Linked DNA regions of Mus musculus: regions 2, 3 and 4 are each linked to region 1. The links are chromatin contacts, called in public HiChIP or PLAC-seq and promoter capture Hi-C maps. All regions are on one chromosome and are shown on one strand. Each heading gives the region's core, a stretch centred on a gene start, on an enhancer-like site or on the middle of the called end of the contact. The rest is flanking DNA. Distances are from core to core; before and after follow the strand shown.

Region 1 (2,786 bases), core at 188-2,687:
GGGGCCTGGCACAGCAGCCAGCAAAGATAGAACCTGTTGCCAAGTGGGCGGCTGTGGGCAAAGGTGAAGGGCTGGCACAGAGCCGGACTAAGTATGCTAGGGTTCGAATCTCCCTCCAGCCTTCTGAACCTTCACTTTCTTCGCTAGGAATTGAGGCTCATGAGATCAACAAAAATTATTTGAGGAAAAGGACCCAGGTCTCTGTTCTGTTTTATCGTGGTTTTTTTTTTTTTTTTCTTTCTTTCTTTCTTTCTTAGAATCTCAGTTTCCTGAACCCTGGAAGTGGGATGCCCCAATCCTCAGATATGATGTCAAAATGCTATGCCAGCCTCAGGCTTGGGTCTTCTCCTCAATCGAGAAGGTGATCGAGGAGGAGACATCGGGTGATCATGCCTACGATAAACTTGTGGCTTAAGAGGTGTTAAGAGGTATGGCTTACAGAACAATTTATTTTTGTTTTTTGTTTTTCAGATACAGGGTCTTAAGTAGCCCAGGCTCGCCTGGAACTCATCATGTAGCTGAGGCTGGTCTTGAACTCCTGATTACTATTATGATGTTTAAAAAAAAAAAAAAGCCACAGGGCCAGGCACACCAGGTCCCTGTGTTCCCCACCTCGGTCCAGTCTATATCTTCACTCTCTGTGAGATGGAAACCACACAAACCTACCTCAAATCCATTCTCCTACACTGGAGGGGAGTTTAGTTATACATTAAAGTGCCCATGTCCATTGTGAGGCTTGGTGGCACACTCTTGTCATCGCGGCCCTTGAGAGGCTCAGGCAGGAAGGTTGGGGGTTGAGGTCAACTCGGTCTACACAGTGAGTTCAGAAGCTATCTCCAAAAAAAACAAAAAACACAAAAAAAACAAACAAAAAAAACTCACAAAAAAACAAAAAACCAAAACAAAACAAAAAACCAAAACAACTAACTAAACCAAGTCAAATCAAAACAAACTGGGACACCCAGCCAAACACATCCTTCTCTGTTCCTGTCCCTGCCTGTCGCGACCCCTCTCTCTCTGGTCCACAGCTTTTTCCTCCTCTGACATCTGACACGGTAGTCCTGAGAGCTGGGGAATGGAGACCATGACTCAGGTGTTCTATCATGCAACGTTCCAAGCACTGCCTCAGTTTCCCCTTCTGCAGAACAGACCGTGTGACGCTGTCAGAGATGACCCCAGGCTGTCTGGCACAAGGTGGGAATCCGGGCTGGGTGACTACAACCTTCCCCTTACCTCTCCCTGACCCTGGGGTCGCTTGCACCCAGGGTGAATGTCTTGACCCACCCCTCTCCAAGACCCCCCGCTGTACCCCACCGGCTCCGGCCTCCCCAGGTCTGACAGGCTCTGGCCAACCCTTGGGGCGCACCACGGGGGGGAGGTCCCCGGACACTCACCGGCGCCCAGGGCGGTCCAGAGGCCTCGGCCTGGACAGAAAAGGAGGCGGGGCCTGCAGTGGACGGCCCCACCCACAGGTAGGCATTACAGACCAATCAGCACTTGCTGCGGCCCGCTCAGACCTCGCCCCTGGGGCTCAGTGCTGCCCAATCAAAAAGAGCGGCTGGCGCGCCAGGCCAATCAGAAGTTGGCAAAGCGTGCCAGGCGTGGGAAAAGAACCTGGCCGAGAATGTGCGGCAGTAGGCGGGACCCGGGCCTGATGGCCAGCAGGAAGCACCAATAGAGATGCTTGGGGAGCGGCCAGCAGCTGCTGGTTCAAGGGGACAGGGTGAATGGGCTGCTTTGTAAACAGGCATGAATGGATGCCTTTGTGCGCACCCGTAGGGGGCGGCGGGAGGCCGGAATGCCTGGGTCCCCCGGGAGCCGGCGTGAGGACACACACCAAGAAACTGCTTTTGTAGAGTGCAGACCGTGAGCAGACCCAAAGCAGGTGGATGGGTCAGAATCATTTATTGAGCTCAAAGATGTGTGAAGCGTTTCCACTACGTAATTTCACTAAAGCCTTGAACTTGGTGCGATTGAGACCTTATATGGAGACTCAGTAGAGGGTTAGCCTAGCATGCACGAAGCCCTGGGTTCCACCCAGTCACCTTGCAAAGCAGGAGTGATGGCACCAGAGAATCATTCCAGCCCTGGAGAACTGGAGGTTGGAGGATCAGGAGTTCAAGGTCATCCTACAGCTATGTAAAGATTTCTAGGCCAGCCTAGATTATAGGAGACCCTGTCTCAGAAAACAAAGCAAAAACCCCAACCTCATCTGGAGGACCACACCTACCATCCTAGCTAGCATTGCCGGGCTGAGGCAGGAGGACTGCAATGAGTTGAGGTCATGGGTTTAAACAAAGTGATTGAGAAACTTAGTGTGACCCTGTCTCAAAGTACAAAAAGAGGGCTTAAGATGTGGCTCAGTTATAGGGCACTTGAGCTATAAAGCACTAAGTTTACATCACCTTACTGCAAAAATAAATAAATCAGCAAACAAACGATAAGTAAATACCAAAGTCCCCAAAGCCCTCACCACATAGATACACTCCACCTTGTCTTCCAACTGCTTAGCTCGTGTTGTTTCATAGTCCCTTAAGCACTTGGGTCTGCCTCAGCTTTGAACAGTCTCCTAAACTTGCTGTTTCCTTGTGTATGTGTGTGAGTGTATGGCTCTCTGTGTGTGTGTGTGTGTGTGTGTGTGTATGGCTTTTTTACCTGCATATATGTATGTGTACTGTGTGCATACAGTGCGGTCGGAGGCCAGAAGAGGATGTCAAATTTCCTGCAACTGGAGTTACAGATGATTCTGAGCTGTCCTGTGGGTACTGGGAATTGAACCCAGGTCC
Region 2 (2,786 bases), core at 193-2,692, 690 kb before region 1:
ACAGTGTAGTTGTCAGAAGAACTTGGGCACAGAAGCCAAGGACTCAGGGGAGATCTAGGTGGCCAACTGATCACCAACTCCTCACTTACCCTGGATTAGGGCTAGCCTGGCCTTCTTGGAGCTTACAGGGCACACATGCACACACCCAGGTCAAATGTGCTAACAGCCATGAGAGCTGAAATAATCTAGATGCTCAATGAGAGGGGATGGGTCTGAAACCTGCAACAGTAAGTAGGTGTCAAAGGCTGGGTATTTCCCCTTCTCTGTACCAGAATCCATGCTGACTTCTTGATGTTTTAACATTTGAGACAAAGTCTCCCTGTGTTGTTTCACTGGCCTGAATACACTATGTGCACAGTCTAACCTGGACCTCACCAAGATCCTCCAGCCCCTGACTGCTAAGTTCTGGGATCAAAGGTGTGCACCAAAATATGCAGCTGCCAAATTGAACCCTTAATGAGGCTCCTGGAGGGAAGTGACATTTTCTGGTTGCTGTTTATTGAGAAAGGGTCTCCCATGAGCCCATGATTGGCTAAACTCAATATGTAACTTAGGATATAGGAAATGAGGAAGGGAAAAGTTATAGGGACCCACATCATTGTTCAGGGTGGTATACTCTACACTGGAATAACATGAATTTTCATACTTTTGAATAAAACATTGATCATGCCATGATAATGTGCACCATAACTTCTATTTATTTTATTTTATTTTATTTTATTTTATTTTATGTGGGTTGTTTTGAGACAGCTCTATTACGTGGCTGTCTTGAAAGTCACTATGTAGACTAGGTTGGTCTACATCAAAGAATACTAGAGCCTAAAATCACACAGATCTACTTGGCTTTGGCTTCAAATTGCTGGTATTGAGGATGTGAACCACTAGACCCAGCTCCCAAACTTCTCATAGGAACAATAAAATCAGTGATCCAGAATTCTATGGGAAAAAGGCAAGCATTTTGGCATTCTCAAAAAAAGAATTTGTATCTGCAAGGAGCTTTCAGCCCTCTAGGCTATCACTTGTTCAAATAATCTGTTCTAACTGCTACTTTCTGGAATAATCTTGGACTTGAGGTACAGGAACTTTCTTAGAGCTGTGGGTTGGGCATCACTTGCTCCTCCATCCTCCTTTAACACCAACTGACCATTGCCCCTGACCTTGCCATCTGGCTACGGCTCCAGGAACTCAAACAGCACCAGGAATAGCAGGACCTGCCCCACCAAATCTCATCCCTGGGAAGGTATCCAAGGTGACCTAGGGCCTACTGTACAGTGGGTGCAACAGGGCCCTCCCCTCCCACAGCAGGGAGGGTGAGTGCAGGAAATCCACCTCTGTCAGCAATGGCAGGGTTTTAGTCAGCATCTGGCTGCCACAGGGCAGGGGTGGGGCTGTGGGGGAGAATGAGGGTTTTTAAAGTCTCCCTGAGGAGCCTCCACAGCTCCAAGCTCACTGCCTGCTGCTCCTGGACACCTGTTACCATGAGGTTCCTGATCCTGTTCCTAGCCCTGTCCCTAGGAGGGATTGGTGAGATGAGGGAAAGGGAGGGGTCACAGCCCTGACTCTCCTGCTGCCTTTGGCCCTGATCATTCCTTTCACCTCTCCCCTCACCCCAGCTACATCATGAGCACCACCTGCTCCTCCTTCTCTGCCCTGTACACTGCCAAGTCCCTCACAGTCCTTGCTCCCAGGACAGGCCCCTGTTCCCTCCCACTTTCCAGAACTTTCTCCTCTTTCTTAGACACCTCACCACCTCTAGGCTTCTCCAGTCTTTCTAATGAACCCAACCTCTTACCAACCTTAGTGCTTGGGATGTCTCTTGAGTTCATTTTTTTTCTAGAGCCTCATAGCTCAACCCCTGAGTCAGACAGAGGTTTGCCTAAATCCCCCACTAGAGCCTTAGGCTGTCCAGCAGCTGCCAGCGTTCAGCTGTGTTCTCCACATCCTGACAACTGGTCCCACTCCTCTTAGGTTGCCCAGTTTCTACGAAAACTTTCACTTCTCAAATTGGCCTGTGACAAAAGATTGGTTACTCCTCTTTGTGCGGTGAGGAAAATGTGCATGTACCTATCCAATGGCTTTTTGGTGTACTCTGGTTTTTGGAGAAGGGGTCAGGTGGGACACGCTAGACAAGGACAACATGTATCTTCATCACTCACTCACCACCTCAGGATGGGACTCACACTGAATGGAGAGTTCCACTTAGGCTATGATGACTATGCAGCAAGCCTCAGGGAAATCCTCCTATTTCTGCCTCCCCAGCTCTGGGGTTACAGGCACACAGCATCACACCTGACATTTTCCCTGTGTTCTGGAGAGTCCAGGTCAGATCCTAACGCTTACATGGCCAATCCTGTAGCAACCAAGCCATCTTCAGCCCAGCTCTTGGGAATAAGTTCTGTGTTAGTGTCTCATGATGTAGCCCAGGATTGTCTTCAGTCCATGGCAATCCCTGTGCCTCAGCCTGCTGTGTCCTGAGGTTACAGAGAAGTGTGTCTATCTATGCCATGGCTTGCCAAGATTTCCTCTTGTTCCAAATGCTGTGCCGTGGCCTGCTCTTCCCTCTCATGGTTCACTCCTCACGCCACAGGCTCCTGTCCTGTCTCCCTAGAGCCCCACAGCACAGTTTTAATTCCCACTCTTTGCAGGACACCAGAAAGACCCCTATGCCTAACCCTACTACCTCACATCAAAGTGTCTTCCTCTCTGCCTCACAGTGGCCTGACTTGCTGTAACCATGTTTCCACTCCAGTCCTAGGCCACCTTCAAGAGAACCCTGAGCCTCTCCA
Region 3 (2,786 bases), core at 101-2,600, 700 kb after region 1:
ACTCGAGAGATATAGATGGGTGAGTTCTGCTCCTTGCCACCCATGATGTTGAAGCCCAAACCCTCATCAGTCTTCGGTAGTTCCACGACCCTGGGATGTGCGTGGCCCTCACTGGCCGTGAAAGCAGCCACTGTGGCCTGGAAGAGAGAAGACGCCTCAATGAGAGAGACCCTCTTTGAGACATGGGCACTCCAGCCAGCGTAGCCGCAAAGATCAAGTAGGGGAACCCTGACACAGCTCAACAGGAGGCTACCCTATACTGACTCCGACCTGTGAGAACCCTTGCTTTCTTCCGAAAGTCAGGGAGAAGGGCATCCTTAGTACTTAACACCTGCCAATCTTGTTCTCAGACAAATGGAAACAAGTGCCCCCCCCACCTCGGGGGTGGGGTGGGGTGATAGGGATCAGGTGTAAATCTTGAGTCTGCAGGCAGTAATAAGTAATAAGCACTGCAGTTTGGAAAGGTGTCCCTGTTCACAACATCCAACAGGATTGCCTTTTAGGGTCATCTTACCGACAGGAAAGTGAGGCCAGTTTCCAAGCCTGTTGCTAGAGAGAATCTCATGTGCATTCAAGTTAAAAATGTGCAGTTATTTAAAGGGCATTATAAATAAATCTTCATAGGGTGGCACAGAGATGCGCTGATGTGAAGGAGGGCACTGCTTTCGTGGTCACCCAGAGCTACCGGAGCAGGAGCTTACCTTAGCTGTGGCATGAGCCCGCACCTCGGCGCTGCCAGTGATGTCCAGCGTGTCATAGAGCTGTTCATACACCTGGGAAGTCGGGGACACGGCAACGTCAGAGAGCTGCCAGTCCACAGCCCTGGACACCGGTGTCCTCGTCCGCTCGCCCGTCGCCGACCCCGCCGCAGAGTGCAAGGAAACTACAACTTATACAGAACCAAGATGCTCACCTCGCGGATGGCGGAGCAGAAGCGACTCTGCAGGACCCGCTGCAGGGCCTGCAGCTTCTGCGGGGGCAGCTCTCCGCTGCGCTGCAGCCGCTCCAGCAGCTCCACAGCCCGGGACACGTCTGCAGAAAGCGGCAGGGACCGCGAGAGCATACGCCGGCAGCAAGAAGGGCAATCGAGGTCAGACTGGAAGCGATCCACGTGCCTCGCGGGTCGCGGGGACCCCAACCCTGGGCGAGGTGTTGGTGGGGCGCTCCGCCCCAGACCCTCCCACGCCCTCAGACTGCAGGCCGCGCCCCGCCCACCCTAACTAGGTCCGCCCCCCAACCCCCGCATCTGCAAAGCCTGTCGCAACCCAACGGAGCCCAGAGCCCGGACTGGACCCTCGGAGCGCTTACCCCGCTCCAGCCCCAGCGGCTCCACCAGTGCAGCCATATCGCCTCTAATGCAAGCCACCCGCCCAGGCGCCAGCGAGGAGGTGCAATGCGAGGCCCCGCCCACCAGGTGCTGGCAAGGAGGTGGTGCATGAGGCCCTGCCCACACGGCAACCAACAGTTTCAGAGGGCCTGCCCTCACACTGACAGGAGGCGGTGCTGCGCAGGGTCCCGCCCACTCCGGAACTCTAGAGACCTTCCCCCTCTGGGTGTCTCGCTCCTACATCACTATCTGCTGCCCATCATAGGTCTATCCTAGCCGCGATCTTGTTACTCCGTTGGTGTGTCTGCCTTGCTCTTTACAGTATGTCTGTGCTTTTCTGGTAACTTCCCCTCATTTCTACAGAGGGGCGTGGGTTCTCAGGACTCCAGGGGCCTATAGAAGAGGATCGCTGTGACTTGGAAGACAGAAACACCTAACAAGAGCCTATTTCAAGAAAGCAGAAAAATAAAAGCTGAAGGGGTAACTCAGTCGAAGAGTGCTAACCTTGCAGGCTGAGATTCTAGGTCCTGCACCCTGCAGAGCATAAATCATACCTGTAATCCCAGCATTCAGAAGTGGAGGCAGGGTGATCGGAACAGTGCCCAAGGTCACCCTCAGTTACACTGAAGTCTTGTGGCTAGCCAAGTCTACGTAAGACTGACAAAACATACACACAGAGCCCGGTGGTCCACGTCTTTAATCTCAGCACTTCCAAGGTCAGTGATTTCCATAGTGAGACCCTGTCTAGACTAACCTAGACTCACACACTGAAAGAGAGGGGGGGGAGGGGAGGGGAGGGGAGAGAGGAGGAGAGGAGAGAGAAACTTGAATAAGACCTTTATAGTTTAGAGATGCTTGGAAGATAAAGTCAACAAGTTGTATGACCTGGGTCACCCCAGCAGCCACCCAGAGAGTAGCCAAGAGGCTAGGCAGTGGTGACGGCAAAACAGTGGTCTTGTGTTATAATTTGCATTTGGATCTGTGTCTCCATATAAACCCCTGAGAGTGTACAAGATGGTCAAATACCTATCTGAAGATCTCCAGGGAGACTGGATTTCAGAAGGGGCAGAAGGGCAGATAAGGCCCTGGAGACTGGTCCACTAACGTGGAGTGCTGCCTGTTTGGGTGAGAGGTGGAGTGGGGAGCACTGAGGTGGACAGGTTCTCATGGTGACTGTGTGGACTGCTTGCAGATATTCTCGATGTGGGGAGCCTGTAGTTAGGCTGGTGATGTGGCTCAGCAGAGCACTTGCCTAGCAAATCGAAAGCCTTGGGTTCCACCTGCAGCACTGTATAACCCTGGTGCTCGGCTGGAATCCTACGCTGTGGGGGCAGTAAGATCATTAGTTGGTGGCGAACTTAGGTTACAGGAGATGCTGGATGGGGGAGGGGGGGACCAAAAGCAAGCAAACAAACCGAATGACCACTTAATTTTTTTTTAAGATTTATTTATTATTATA
Region 4 (2,786 bases), core at 91-2,590, 660 kb after region 1:
GCCCACCAGCTCCCATCTTGTCCCACTGACTTTAGTCACGCTGTCTGTGACCCTCTGCCAGACCCACCAGTAAACCAGTATCTCTGTTTATTTATACAACATTTTCCTGTCCCACACTGGTGGGACAACAGGCTCCTGATAAAGTCACACTAAGGAAATCAGGTGTCACTGCCCCAAGGCCAAAAGTCTACCCTGAGAACTGAGTTAAAGCTGGACCCCGCTAGGGAGACTAAGCATGCAGCCAAGAAGCCTATAGGGCTTGCTCCTGTCCCCTGCCACCTACAGCACAGCACAGCTTGCAGTGGCAATTGCCCTCTTCTTCTCATGGGAGTTGCAGATATTCCCGGATGTTTATTAGATGTTATTAGGTGATGGGCAGAGTTCCAGAAATGTCCCAGAGTGACCTTGTTTAGTTTGCACAGCGGCCCCAGAAGGGAGGAGCTGTTCTGTGCCCAGGTGACAAGCGCAGCCCTAGAAGGGAATTACTATCCCAAAGCTGCAGAGCTATGTAAGGCTGGCAGGGCTGTGTGGCTATGCTCGCTGAGCCGGGATGACACAGAAAGCCGAAGCAGAGACAAATGACACAAAGAGACAGAGACACAAAGACACAGAATGGATCCCCACCTAGAGGGGAATGAAGAATTCGGGGCGTGCCCTAAGCAGGGTGGCCCAAAACAAGGGCAGGGGGAGGGGTCTGTCTCAAGTGAAGGCGGGAAGGTCCTTAGTGGGCGGGGTCTGAGTGTGTTGAGCTGAGACTTCTGTGGTGGGTGGGGTGTGTCTGTGCACCAAGACCTCCTGCGGTAGGCAGTGAAGGTCAGTCTGTGGTGGGCACCCTTGTCTGCGTTGAGTGGGGCGAGTCCAGTCTATGGGGGCGGAGCCTGTCTGCAGTGGGGCAGGGCCCGCGAACCTACGCTGCCAGGTCAGCAGCCCCGAACTGCTCACCCCGCATCATCGGAGAGGTCCACTATGAACGTCGTGCACACCTTCTTCCTGAAGATCTTAGGGATCCAGCTCTGAGAACCGGAACAAGAAGGGCAGGGCAGGGAGTCGAGTCAGACCCACAGGATTCGAAGACAACCCCGCGCGCCCACGGGACACACTGGGAACTCCTCCCTCGGGCTCAGCCAGGAACCCACGCAGCTCGGTCTGGGAACTCCTGGTCCAGCCACTGCAGCATCTGACCCGGATCCCCGGAGCTGGCTCCGCCTCTGGACCCCACTCACTCCCAGCCCCACGCTGTGCGATACCTGCTCCTTCTCCGGCCCCACCATGCTGCTGCCGCAGCCCCTGAGGCTCCGTGTATTTCCTCCAGCCGCCGACCCGCCCGACCAAACCGGATCCGCAACTTCGCAGCCCAGCCCGGGGCGGGGAGTCCCGGGACACGTCACGGGAGGCGGGGAGAGGGCGGCTGCGGAGGAGGGACAAACTCTGCTGCCAAACCAGTGATGGGGTCGGTTTGGGGGACAAGAAAGACCGAGAGTTGGAAGGCAGAGCAAGCGGAGGAACGAAGGAAGCAGAGTGGGGCACACGATAGATGTCAGCCATGGGACAAACATAGATTCGGAGAGACAGAGACTGAGAGAAAGACCCAGAGAGAGAGAGACAGAAACTAAGAGAGGGACCCAGAGAAAGAAAAGGGGGCAGAGACCCAGAGAGAGAGAGAGAGAGAGAGAGAGAGAGAGAGAGAGAGAGAGAGAGAGAGAGAATATGAAGACAGCAATACAGAAAAAGAATGAGATATCCAGAGATAGTTAGAGACAGATAGAAATACAAAGTGATAGAGCAACAGAGTCCCAGATTCAGAGAGGAGAGACAGAGAGAACAGAGACACAGAGAGAACTAGAGAGAGAGACACACACACAGAGACAGAGATACAGGGAGAAAGAGAGAGACAGAGAGAGAGAAAACACACACACACAGAGGAGAGACAGAGACAAACACAGACACACACACAGAGACAGACAGACACACAGAGAGACAGGCACACACACACAGAGACAGACAGACACACACAGAGAAACAGACAGACAGACACACACACACAGAAAGAGAGAGAGAGAAGAATCAAAGAGAAGGATCAGGGAAGACACAGTAGGAGAGGAGAGGTTAGAATCCTGAGAAGAAACACGGAAGCTCAGAACAGTGACTATAATGGGGGGGGGGGGGTTGACTCATAAAGGACAAAAACTCAAAGACGGTGGATATACTGACAAGTGTGGGGTGGGTGACACTGACCAGCAGAGAAGGCAGTGACACCTGTTTGCAGCCAAGTCCCTTTGGTGGGGACAGCTGAGGCCTAGTAACCTGAGCCCCCAGCACCTCCCCCCTGTTGTATTTATAGCACTGGTCTGGTCCCCTGTCCCCAGATCTGAGTTCCAGTGAGAGGAGGTCATGGGGTGTTGGGCACAGTATTCCTTCACTGTCTTCCACAGCTTCTGCAGGACACCACTGTCACACCGAATGTCCCATTCTGCCTGCACGCTTCCCAGTGTTTACCTTGCAGGGGGCCCTCTGCTCCTGCATCCTCCTCTCCCAGAGCCCCAGGCTTTCCCAGCAAGACACTCTAAACGTTCAGCCTTTGTGCTAAAAATGCCAAACTTGAGCTTGTCACGTCCCTGCCTCCCCCCCCCCGCCCCCGCCATGAAGACCCCTCCACCACCCAGTCCTGAGCCAGAGGAACAGGAGGGGAGGGGCAGGCAGGGAGTGACCAGAATAACTTAGGCTCTGGATAAATTTAGCAGCAAGAAGGGGAGGGGACAGACCCCATTGGTCCAGCAGTGGGAAGG

Evidence for each region. Promoter capture Hi-C pulls out the DNA fragments that hold promoters and counts their contacts. HiChIP or PLAC-seq counts read pairs in DNA pulled down with a chosen protein or histone mark.
Region 2: a contact with region 1 is called in a promoter capture Hi-C map of pre-B cells. The contact joins the promoter of Klk1b9 here to the promoter of Myh14 in region 1. A contact is called at or near these places in 5 of 39 promoter capture datasets (the C10 cell line, cranial neural crest, pre-B cells and 2 more).
Region 3: a contact with region 1 is called in a promoter capture Hi-C map of liver, with 2.1 times the contacts expected there. The contact joins the promoter of Lin7b here to the promoter of Myh14 in region 1. A contact is called at or near these places in 1 of 39 promoter capture datasets (liver) and 1 of 484 Hi-C or Micro-C datasets (embryonic stem cells).
Region 4: an HNF4G HiChIP or PLAC-seq map of pancreatic cancer cells shows a contact between it and region 1. The contact joins the promoter of Trpm4 here to the promoter of Myh14 in region 1.

The regions. Positions count from the first base shown.
Region 1 is chr7:44,669,406-44,672,191 of GRCm38.p6, forward strand. Myh14 (myosin, heavy polypeptide 14) reads right to left here and starts at 1,438. Exons shown (of 42, transcript NM_001271540.1): 1 at 1,395-1,438. It overlaps 2310016G11Rik (RIKEN cDNA 2310016G11 gene), which reads left to right. Exons shown (of 5, transcript NR_152106.1): 3 at 258-428; 4 at 1,029-1,194.
Region 2 is chr7:43,974,619-43,977,404 of GRCm38.p6, forward strand. It overlaps Klk1b9 (kallikrein 1-related peptidase b9), which reads left to right and starts at 1,443. Exons shown (of 5, transcript NM_010116.1): 1 at 1,443-1,524. The coding sequence starts at 1,479.
Region 3 is chr7:45,369,214-45,371,999 of GRCm38.p6, forward strand. Lin7b (lin-7 homolog B (C. elegans)) reads right to left here and starts at 1,351. Exons shown (of 6, transcript NM_011698.1): 1 at 1,309-1,351; 2 at 914-1,032; 3 at 702-773; 4 at 1-137. The coding sequence starts at 1,345.
Region 4 is chr7:45,332,440-45,335,225 of GRCm38.p6, forward strand. Trpm4 (transient receptor potential cation channel, subfamily M, member 4) reads right to left here and starts at 1,341. Exons shown (of 25, transcript NM_175130.4): 1 at 1,248-1,341; 2 at 943-1,013. The coding sequence starts at 1,271.